Regions from separate parts of the Mus musculus genome. Here region 2 is linked to region 1. The links are chromatin contacts, called in public Hi-C maps. All regions are on one chromosome and are shown on one strand. Each heading gives the region's core, a stretch centred on a gene start, on an enhancer-like site or on the middle of the called end of the contact. The rest is flanking DNA. Distances are from core to core; before and after follow the strand shown.

What was found. Hi-C and Micro-C count contacts between places; a contact is called where the count stands out from the background.
Region 2: a contact with region 1 is called in a Hi-C map of Sertoli cells, with 2.3 times the contacts expected there. The contact joins the enhancer-like site here to the promoter of 9330151L19Rik in region 1. A contact is called at or near these places in 25 of 39 promoter capture datasets (the 3T3-L1 cell line, 3T3-L1-derived adipocytes, the C10 cell line and 17 more), 3 of 15 datasets of contacts at CTCF or cohesin (the NIH/3T3 cell line and large pre-B cells), 40 of 484 Hi-C or Micro-C datasets (the 3T3-L1 cell line, B cells, the C10 cell line and 30 more), 24 of 115 datasets of contacts at active chromatin or transcription factors (the 230-238 cell line, the NIH/3T3 cell line, the SCID.adh cell line and 14 more) and 5 of 9 other capture datasets (adipose tissue, embryonic stem cells, liver and 2 more).

Annotation. Positions count from the first base shown.
Region 1 is chr12:69,193,770-69,199,402 of GRCm38.p6, reverse strand. 9330151L19Rik (RIKEN cDNA 9330151L19 gene) reads right to left here and starts at 2,192. Exons shown (of 2, transcript NR_033222.1): 1 at 1,788-2,192; 2 at 1-1,675. Dnaaf2 (dynein, axonemal assembly factor 2) reads left to right here and starts at 974. Exons shown (of 3, transcript NM_027269.4): 1 at 974-2,911. The coding sequence starts at 1,118.
Region 2 is chr12:69,316,348-69,321,980 of GRCm38.p6, reverse strand. Nemf (nuclear export mediator factor) reads left to right here. Exons shown (of 33, transcript NM_025441.3): 24 at 1,412-1,454; 25 at 1,559-1,608; 26 at 3,801-3,954; 27 at 5,161-5,238; 28 at 5,543-5,633. Among named protein-coding and RNA genes, the nearest start is that of Klhdc2, 22 kb to the right of the region's middle. Within about 2 kb of position 3,365, at least 13 of the 459 cell types and tissues checked have an H3K27ac peak or open chromatin away from gene starts, as enhancers often do. A contact at or near this core is called in Sertoli cells and granulosa cells, where this site is marked.

The sequences.
Region 1 (5,633 bases), core at 943-3,442:
ATAACGGAGATGAGGTGTCATCCCAATCTTGGGACAGTCTACTTAAAATGTAACAGAGGAAGGCCTGCAGATTGGTGGAAAGAATGCTTGTCTCAGGTGTGAGGCCCTGGGTGTGGTTCTGTGGACATTCCCTCCCACAAAAGGAGGAGGCATAAGAGAGAAGCCTGGGAAAGGTCTTGTGATTGCAGTAATGCCAGTATAAACTGCTAAATGCTGCACTTGTAAAACAGGTCTGGGACTGCCCAGCAATCAATAAGTAACCATACCCTAGACCTGGGTGTGTGGCTCAGTGGTACAGCTCAGGCCACAGGTGGGAAGTCCTGGATCCCACACCTAGCCCTGTAACAAAACCAAGTTTCTATAGTCTGGCACAGTAAAGTTCCATTATGTAACTACTACATCTGCTGCATTGGTTCCTAGTGGAGCATTGTTAAGAGACTACAGAGTCAATCTAAGGATATCTAGTTTAAAAAAAAAGCGCAGTTATAAATTCTATTCTCAACCCAAGGAAATTGATCAGGACAAACTGTAATTTTGCTAAGTGATTTGAGAGCTTGCATTTACATTATAAAAAGCGAACACCTTTCTGATGCTTATTAATCTCTGGGATTTGTTTTGTCATCTTTTGCCCCCAAGGGTTTCTGGGAGACAACTATAAGGTGGAATACCTGAAAATGGTAAGGGTTTACTAACGTTGGTTCCACAAAGTAAAGAGAGTCAGATAAAGTTAGGTTTGTGAATTAGCTAGTAAACTTCTCTCTTGTTGGTGAAATTAAACAGTTAATAAGATAAAGACACAGCGCTGAAGATGAGGACAGTTACCACAATAGACTGCAAAGTACACGTATCCTGACACAGTAATTTAAAACCTGTAGCAGGTAGTGTCTGCTTGGTTTGAAGTAACAGTGGAGCCTATTTCTAGCATTTCTACCAGATCGCTGCCCCTCCTCCCAGGCGTTACTATGGCAACAAAGCACGCGCTGCCCGGCCTTGACAATCCAGCCGTTACCTTCTTGGACTGGTCAGTTCTCCATGAGCCAGACTCTGAAGCGCATCCTAGACACTCAATTCACCCTGATCCTTCACTGGGTCTGGGCATTGGGCCGTGTGGGTCACCATGGCCAAGGCGGCGGCCTCCTCAGCGCTGGAGGACTTGGATCTGAGCAGAGAGGAGGTGCAGCGGTTCACCTCCGCCTTTCAGGACCCAGAGTTCCGCCGAATGTTCTCCGAGTACGCCGCGGAGATCACGGACCCCGAGAACCGGAGGCGCTACGAGGAGGAGATCACAGCCCTGGAGCGGGAGCGTGGGGTGGATGTGCGGTTCGTGCACCCTGAGCCGGGCCATGTGCTGCGTACCAGCCTGGACGGGGAGCACCGCTGCTACGTGAACGTGTGCAGCAACTCACTGGTAGGCGTACCTAGCAGCCGGCCCGGCCCGGGGCGCGGCGGCACGGCAGCTGGCAGCCACTGGTCCCTGCCCTATAGCCTGGCTCCCGGCCGCCAGTATGCCGGCCGCAACGGCGCCCGCTACACCGTCTACGACGTGGTCTTCCACCCCGAAGCGCTGGCGCTGGCCCGGAGCCACGAGCGCTTCCGCGAAATGCTGGACGCCACGGCCCTGGAGGCGGTGGAGCAGCAGTTCGGCGTCAGGCTGGACCGCAGGAACGCCAAGACCCTGAAGATCAAGTACAAGGGGATGCCCGAGGCCGCAGTGCTCCGCACGCCCCTACCCGGGGGCGTCCCGGCCCAGCCCGAGGGGGAGCCACCAGGGCTTTTCCCGGACCCACCATATCCATACCGCTACCCCGCGGCAGCGGCGGCGAACACTGCCCGCTCGCCCGCGTCCCCCGCTCCCGAGGCCGTGCAGCGCCCAGAGCCCACGGAGCCGCGCTGCTCCGTGGTGCAGCGCCACCACGTAGACCTCCAGGATTACCGCTGCTCGCGCGACGCGGCCCCGAGCACCGTGCCGCACGAGCTGGTGGTCACCATCGAGCTGCCGCTGCTGCGCTCGGTCGAGCGGGCGGAGCTGGAGGTGAAGGGGAAGCTGCTGTGCCTGGACTCGAGAAACCCCGACTACCGGCTGCGGCTCTCGCTGCCGTACCCGGTGGACGACGGCCGCGGCAAGGCACAGTACAACAAGGCGCGGCGGCAGCTGGTGGTCACGCTGCCGGTGGCGCTGGCCGACGCGCGCCAGGAACCCCCGGCCGCGACACCGGAAGAGCCCGCGGAGGAGACCGGAACTGACGACGTAGCCCGCACTTCCGCGGGCGATTTTGCAGCGGCGCGGGAAGAGTCTGCAGATGGAACCGGAGCTGACCACGGGGAGAAGAGCGGTGTGGGAGCCCCAGACCCCGGGGCTGCACACGCTGAAGGGGAGCTCGTTCCCGAACCGGAGCAGGACTTCGGAGGGGACTCGGTGGCACCTCTAGACCTCGGGAAAGGGACTTCTCCTGGGGACCGAAGCCTCCCTTACTCTGCTTTCCCGGGCGGCGACACCGAATCCCTGTGCGGAGACCCCGGTGTCCAGACGAATGAGGAGCAGGAGAGGACCCGCCACGACACCGCGGGCTCAGCCATGGGTGACCCCGGAACCGAGAGCATCGCACCCGTGTGCCCTCCTTTACAGTGTAATCAGGACGAAGACTCCTTGACTTTGCTCATCCAAGTGCCTGGGATTCTGCCACAAACTCTTCACGGACATCTAAGCCCCGTCGGTTACGAATTGTGCTTCTCTACACAAGACTCGGGTTATTCCTGCACTTTGCAGTTTGCTCCAGAGAATAAGTTGAGTACCAGAGAACCCGAGACTAGCGTTTCTTTAAATAATGCAGTCATAGTACTGGCAAAATCTCCAGAGAGCCACGGACTTTGGCGAGAGTGGTATTGTGGCTTGAACAAGGAGTCTTTGGAGGTAACCGTTCTCACTATTTGAAATACTCTATCTTACTTTAAACATTTTTTGTTACAGGCACATAAACAAATATTTTCTATCTATTCATACGATGACAGTGCAGGCTAAGCTCATTCTCAAAGAGAAGATTGCACGTATTCTATCCTAAGGATGCTCTTAAGCCTTCACGGTTGACCCGTATTACACCTGTTTACTCGGGGTCCACCGACTAGAAAACCAGTGGATTTTAGTGACTTCTCTCTAGACTTCTGGAAATGTATGCAAGAAATTGAGGGTTCAGTCTCTCCTGAGAAAAAGGTTATAACTATAGTTAGTAAGATCTTGTCTCAAAAAAACAAGTGTGTGTGTGGATTGGGCACTTGGTAATTTTGTTTGAGGTTTATATCAAAGTTATATGTAAACTGCAACAGTGAAGAGGCTAAGGTGTAGTTCGGTGGCAGAGTGTTGGCCTGCAGCCTCCCAGAAAGTCAAGTTGTCACAGACAACAATAGCTTTGTAGACTGTTCAACCCTGAGCTCTGAGCTCCAGCCTGCCAAAACAGTTCACTTCTTCTAGATGTTTTTCTAAATCACAGTGGGATTAAGGCATATTTGAAGACTTAAGTAGATTTATTATAATTATACCATTAATTATTATCACCTGTGATGGGGCTAATGGGATCATAAAACCCGTTCTTTTATTTTATACTATACTGTATCAAGCCCCAAGTATCGGACATAATGATGCGTTCAGGAGCGTTACACCCTAACGTTCAGGAGCCTGAGGCAGGAGGATTATGAGTTTGAGGCCAGTTTTTTTTTTTTTTTTTTTGGTTTTTCGAGACAGGGTTTCTCTGTATAGTCCTGGCTGTCCTGGAACTCACACTGTAGACCAGGCTGGCCTTGAACTCAGAAATCCGCCTGCCTCTGCCTCCGGAGTGCTGGGATTAAAGGCGTGTGCCACCACACCCAGCTTGAGGCCAGTTTTATAGTGAGACACAGTCCTAAAAAAAAAAGAAAATTGGGAGTAGTGAGACATACAGTAATTTCATTACTATATATGTTTTTATGAAACTAGTCATAGAGAGACTCGTGGCTTTCAAGGCCAGAATTGTCACTTTACACATAAAAAGTACTAAATACATATTTATTTACACCCTAAGTAGTAACTAAGTTTTAGGGCCAGTGAATTCAGCCACTCATAATAAAATCAGTCATTAGGATAAATATGAATTTTCTGTAGTTACCATTTCCATATAGATATTTCCTTGAATTCCTGAGAATTCAAAATATTTGGTGTATCTTTTTTTCAGAATGAAGCAGAGGTAATAAATGAATGAATATAAGACCATGAATCTCAAATGTTAGCAAGGCAAATTGCTCTAAATATAAAATTATTCTAATCCATTAGTTCTCTTGCAAATTCAAATATTGTTTAATTTAATTGAACATAACTTGAAACATATCTCTAATTTTTGTCCCCCCTCTTTGGACCACCTAATAATCTTTACTTTGTAATTACAATATTATTTAAATAAAAGCACAGAAGATAATTTTATTTGAGGTAACACTGAACCAATCTTATAAATTAGTTTAAATATGGTTAAATGGCTAAATCTCACTTGACTGAATATAAACAAATTATATGGTGTTTGGATTTGGGTGATAGTGATGTTTAAATTCTCTATTAATAGTTGAGAAATCTTGTGTTGTAAAACTACTTAGTTAGGCTGGAGAGATGGCTCAATGGTTAAGAGCACTGACTGCTCTTCCAGAGGTCCTGAGTTCAAATCCCAGTAACCACATGATGGCTCACAACCATCTGAAATGAGATCTGATGCCCTCTTCTGGTGTGTCCGAAGACAGCTACAGTGTACTTATATATAATAAATAAATAAATCTTTTAAAAAATTAAAGTTACAGGAATGGGGTGTCCACAGGAGGAATTGAAGAGGAAGAGGGATGGATGGAAACTATATAATTACAGTATACAACTCTGAAATTCTCAAAAATAATAATAAAATAAATATTTTTTTAAAAACTAGTTTAAGTAACTCTATACACATAAAATATTTCACTCTATACTATATAACTATATACACTAAAGTATTTCAATTCTTAGGAATAAAACATATGGTGACTTCTTTGAAAAGCCCACACCCATGTTCTAGAGTGTCTCTCCAAGTGCCACTCTTGGTTCTCACGCTCTTTTCCTGAATGTCTCTCTAGACCCTTGGCTGCCCTGGAACTAACTCTGTTGTAGATGAGGCTAACCATGTCTTCTGCCTCCTGAGTATCCTGATAAAGATGTGAGGCGCCTTATCTTACCATTATCCTTGTTCCTAGAGTCAGTACTAAATATTTTTGTTAAACCCTGACATTGCTTCAAAAATCAAAAATAAATAGAATTTATTTCTTTTAAATATTGTAATTGGCCCTTTTGTGGCTAAGAACTTTGTGTTTTACTTCGTTTTGTTTCAGAGGTCTGAGGTGGCCTGAGCTAGCCCATGTAGCTGAAGGTGACCCTGAACTTATGATCTTCCTGCCTCTACTTCCCAGGTGCTAGAGAATAGAGGTTTGTGCCACTACATCCAGTTTACAGTCAAGAATTTTAACAGGGGCTGGAGAGATGGCTCAGAGGTTAAGAGCACTGACTGCTCTTCTGAAGGTCCTGAGTTCAAATCCCAGCAACCACATGGTGGCTCACAACCATCTGTAATGAGATCTGATGCCCTCTTCTAGGG
Region 2 (5,633 bases), core at 2,116-4,615, 120 kb before region 1:
TCTGGGACTTGCACCCTCCTTTGAGGTCTTGCTTTTTCAGCATTTGATTGGTATCCTGCTAGAACTTCCTAGGACCAAAGGAGAGAATTACGTACTAGCCCAACTAGGTCAGACTGGAAACAGCAGGCTCTGCGCATGTGGCTCGGTGGTAGAGAGTTTGCTTTGCGTGCTTAAAAGCCGTGTTTAAACCTCAGCCTTGCAGAAACAAATTAATAAAGTTTTCAGGAAAATAAAAAATTAAGGAAAGTGATCCAAACTCAGAAAAACAAAAACCTAACTTCTAATGTGTATAGAAATGGGTGTGTAGCAAAAAGCCTAAAACTCTAGAAAGGAAGACCGACCAAGATAGGGTAAAATAGATGGTGCAGATGGACACACAGCATGAAAGAGGGAAGGAGACTACAGTGAGGTTACCAGGGGAACTCAGGAGATAATGGGAAAGAAGAACCCACTGAAATATACTTATTTGAAAATACTGCAATGGGGCTAGGGAAGAGGCTCAAAAGAAAGCATATTGCTTTCATAGGGAACCTGAGTTTGGTTCCCAGCACCCATATTGTGCCATGTACAACCACATGTAAGTGCATCCCCAGGAAATCAGTGCTGTCTTCTGGCCTACCTTCACTCAAGTGCACATACCCACATGACACATATATACATAAATACCAGTTTCAAAGCTGGGTGTAGTGGCTCATACCTTCAATTCCAGTAGAGGAAGGTGGATCTCTGAGCTTGAGGCCAGTCTAGTCTACAGAGTTCCAGGACAGTCAAACAAGAGGAAAAAACAAAACAAAACAAAACAAAACAAAAAAAAACCCAAAAAATCAGAATTCAACAAAAAGAAAATAGTTTTAACAACAGTCTCATTTTAAACAACAAAAAAAGTTGATGTTTTAGTCTTCATTGTCTTACCACCAAGTGAATAGAACGTTGTTCTTGTTTGGTTTTTGTTGTTATTTGAGACAAGATTTCACTGTCTAGCTCTGGCTAGCCTGGAACTGGATATGTAGAAAGTCTGAGGGTATCTCCTTAGCCAAGCTCCTCTGTGTTTAAGCATTGATTTCTATCTTAGAAAATGGATTTCCCTTCACAGGAATTTGGTGGAGATATCAGTGCATAGCATCTAGCAGTATCTGGCACAGAGATTTCAGCTCTGCAAGTGTGTGTGGTGCTGATATGAAGAGCAGGCGTTCAGGGTCATCCCAGTTATATAGGGGGTTTAAGGACAGCTGGTCTCCAAAAGAAAAGACTTAGCACTCTTCTGAAGAGTGTATATACAAGTACGGGAAGGTGCTTCGGTTGTATTTTGCCAAATTTGAAGATTTGTAGGATTATAAGTAAGATAGAGGATTACATTATGACTTTGCAACTGAATGGCTTTAATAGGTTAGTAAATCTTTTGTTTTCATAGGCCTCTACAGAAACTGGCTCCAAGAGAAGAGTCTTTGAACTCAGTAAGCTATACTTGAAGTTATGCTTTTTTTTTTTAATGTTCTTCTGAATATTTTCTTTTGAAATGTAATAGTATTCTCATGGTTCCTTGCTTTTGTTTTAATAGAATGACAGTAAATCACAGGGCCGAAGACATTTGTCAGCCAAGGAGAGAAGGTAAATGTGTTACATCACCTAGTCCTGGCTTAAAACCCACAGCTGGGTGGTGGGATGACTCCGTGGTAAAAATGCTTGCTGTACCAGCCCGCTAGCCCAGGTTCACTCCCAGCTCCTATAGCATTAGAGAACGGACTCCTGAAGGTTGTCCTCTGACCTCCACGTGTGTACCAAATAGCATGTGTTCACACATCATAAACACAGAATAATAAATAATAAATGTAATGATATCTGATGCCCTCTTCTGGTATGTTTGAAGACATCTACAGTGTACTCATATATATAAAATAACTTAATCTTTTTTTTTTTTTTTTTTTTTTTTTTTTTTTGGTTTTTCGAGACAGGGTTTCTCTGTATAGCCTTGGCTGTCCTGGAACTCACTCTGTAGACCAGGCTGGCCTAGAACTCAGAAATCCACCTGTCTCTGCCTCCCAAGTGCTGGGATCAAAGGCATGTGCCACCACCGCCTGGCCATAACACTGATTTTGTAAAAAAAAAAAAATTCAATTATTCATTTATAGTGGTTGTGAAAATGAATGAATTTTATTTTCTGTGCATTGGTGTGTCACCTGCACATTTGTCTGTGTGAGGTGTCACATCCCCTGGGTTGGAGTTATAGACAGACAGTTGGGAAACATCAGATGGGTGCTGGGAATTGAACCTGCGTCTTCTGGAAGAGCAGTTGATGCTCTTAACTGCTGAGCCATCTCTCCAGCCTCCTTGGTCTTATTTCCCCTTTCCCTTTTACATGCTCTTGCCGTTTTCTTTTCTCCCCCTTTAATTCTAAGATATTAATAAGAATAAATAAATTGAAATTAATCAGGACATTTTTGTATAAAACCTAAGCCTGGGGACCAACGGCTAGGTACAGTATTTGTTATGTGAGCACGGGACCCTGAGTGCAGAGCCCCGGTACCCACACAAAGCTGAGCACGCAGTGAGCTAGCTGTTGTCTCAGCACTGGGAGGAAAAACAGGATTCTTTGTTTTTGCTGGCCAGCCAGCCCAGTCAGAAACCAAAAAGACTTGGCAAACTTTGTTCAGTGGGTGATCCTATCTCAGGATAAGATAGAGTTTAATAGAACAAAACACACAACATCTTCCTCTGGGCTCTTCATGTACACACATAAGAAATATACCTTAGATATTTTAGCAGTTAGGTACATGAGGGTAAAAGACTCCAAGGAGAATTAGCATTACAACGAGGACAAAAAAGTTTGGATGTAAAAAAAAATGCTTTGGGGCTGGTGAGATGGCTCAGTGGGTAAGAGCACCCGACTGCTCTTCTGAAGGTCCGGAGTTCAAATCCCAGCAACCACATGGTGGCTCTCAACCATCCGTAACGAGATCTGGAGTGTCTGAAGACAGCTACAGTGTACTTACATATAATAAATAAATCTTAAAAAAAATGCTTTGGTGAAATAATAAATAGACTTGAGATGAAAGAAAAGGAAAGTTTATGTATATGTTATAAAAATCATAGCTGTTTAGGTTAGAAGGAAATTAAAAATAAGAGAACATGGAATGACTAAGTGTTGGAGAACCTTGCAATTTAGGTCATAGTCCTCCATGGCAGGTTGGTTGTCTGAGCTCTGCACACAGTGAGGGGCTCCCTTTCTCAGTGGGGCTTCCCATCTCTGCCTCTTTGTCCAGAGACTCAGGTCAGTGGCCTTGTCTCAGAGTGACCTTGTACAGAGCTGTCTGCCAGGCTGCATAACTCAACCTAGATAAGGAAACAGAAGGTTAAGGGAAGTCTGGGAAGGGAGGTTATAAGGATACAGAGGAAATCTGGCAGGCAGTGAGGGCCTGGGCTGAGACAGCAGCACTGAGATCAGATGCCAAGGCAGCAGAGTACACCCTTCTTCTTTAACAGGTTTGTATTTGGAAACACTTGTTTATCCCATTCACCAGTGCCTAGGATGTGGCAGAGCCTTGCTCATAGAACACTGCAAACCCCAGTGTCTGCACATCAGGGTGGTTAGCTGAATAAGTGAATGTGGAGTTGAGGAAGGATAAGCCAATAATATTTTTAAGTCTGGGGTTATTTAAGCCTCGTTATATATAGTGCTTTGGTGTGATTATCAAGCTAAGGAGAGGCTACCACACACTTTACATCTTCCCTTTTCCTTTTACAGTTTTTAGGACACATTTGACATTCTTAAAATTTGATATTTCTGCTTGATTTGTATGTAGAGAAATGAAAAAGAAAAAGCTCCCATGTGAGTCAGGGGATTTAGAAGTGATAGAAGAAAAGGACAAAGAGAGAGAAAGTGCTGTGCACACTGAAGCTTACCAAAACACAAGCAAAAATGTGGCAGCTGGACAGCCAATGAAAAGAGGACAGAAGGTAAGAAATCAACTTGTAAATGATCTTTTAGTTCAGTATGGCTCACAAGCGAAGCTGAGGGGCTCCTCTTGGTTTTGTAAAGTGTAAAAGTGCAATAGAACGGGCTGGCTGCTCTTCCAGAGGACGCGGCTTCAGTCCCAGCACTTACACCACAGCCGGCAACTCTTACCTTTAGTTCAGGAGATCCAGCATGCTTTCTGGTCTCCGTGTGGTACCAGGCATGTAAGTGGTACATAGATACACGTGCAGACAAAACACCCATAGACATAAAATAATTTGTTTGTGTGTTTGTTTGTTTGTTTTTCGAGACAGGGTTTCTCTGTATAGCCCTGGCTGTCCTGGAACTCACTTTGTAGACCAGGCTGACCTCGAACTAAGAAATCTGCCCGTCTCTGCCTCCCAAGTGCTCGGGTTAAAGGCATGTGCCACCACTGCCTGGCAAAATCATTTTTAAGTAAAATAGAGTATGTACAAGGATTTTTTTTTCCAATTCTGTGACTGAAAATTAGCTGGAAAAGTAAGAGTGTTCCAGATGAAGGTGTTCATCTGGGAAGGGCTTCCACCTACACATACAGACTTCCTGATGCTGAACATAGCTGAGATCCTAAGTACCAACTAGCACTGAGATGGTAGAGAATGCCTCCTTCATTGTTGCTAGACTGGGATTTGAAGGTTAGACAAGGCAGTCATTGTGAAGTAGATTTCATGTTCTCACTGCGGCAGGACCGATGGCGGGGCATTATTTGCTTGAGATGGTGGGAAGCAGGAAACAGAAAATCCATGTCCTGGCAGGAGGGCTGCCAGTGTGTCATCAACAACCTGGGTCACCAAGTGAAGCCACCTAGACAAGCCTGTTCAGTCCCAACCCTCCACCCTCTCAAGAATTTACTATACCTGTTACTATTCTTGCACAGGGGCCCAAGAAGGGAGAGGGCTCACAGACAGTGGGTGGGCAGTGAGCCAGACTTATTTAAAGACACTTAAAAAAAAACGTTGTGTTGATTTACCGTTACTTGTATGTATGCCTTCTGTCCCATTGTGGCAAATTCCTTAAGGATGAGGGCTATGGCATATCCATCTTCCTGTGTTCCATATTGTTCTTTATAATGCTTGGCACCTTGTTCAAAAGCGTATTTGATAGAATGAAAGAGGCATTTTAAAAATAGGCTTTACTGCTGATTTTTTTTTCAAATCTTCTGATTTCAGAGTAAAATGAAAAAAATGAAGGAAAAATACAAAGACCAGGATGATGAAGATCGTGAACTTATTATGAAGTTGCTGGCAGTGAGTATCATCTAGAATCATTTCTCTTCTAGGCTGTGAGGGACATTCAAAACCTTAGCAGTGTTTGGGCTGAGACGCCTCTGTGAGCAAAGGCGCTTTCGCCAAGCCGCAGCTCACTTCCTAACCCACATGTTCAAAGGAGAAAACTAACTCCTGCGCGTCAACTCCACGTGTGGCCCTACACTCAGAAACATACACCCAAACGTAAGGAAAATAAAAGCTGGCTGAGATTCACAACATAAAGGTCCATTATTAGTAGTACTAATCATAATTACATTGACTTTTCCCCCTGATGAATTGAAAGTCTGCAGGTTCGAACAAAGAAGAAAAGGGGAAGAAAGGAAAGAAAGGAAAACCAAAAGATGAACCTGTGAAAAAACCCCCACAGAAACCAA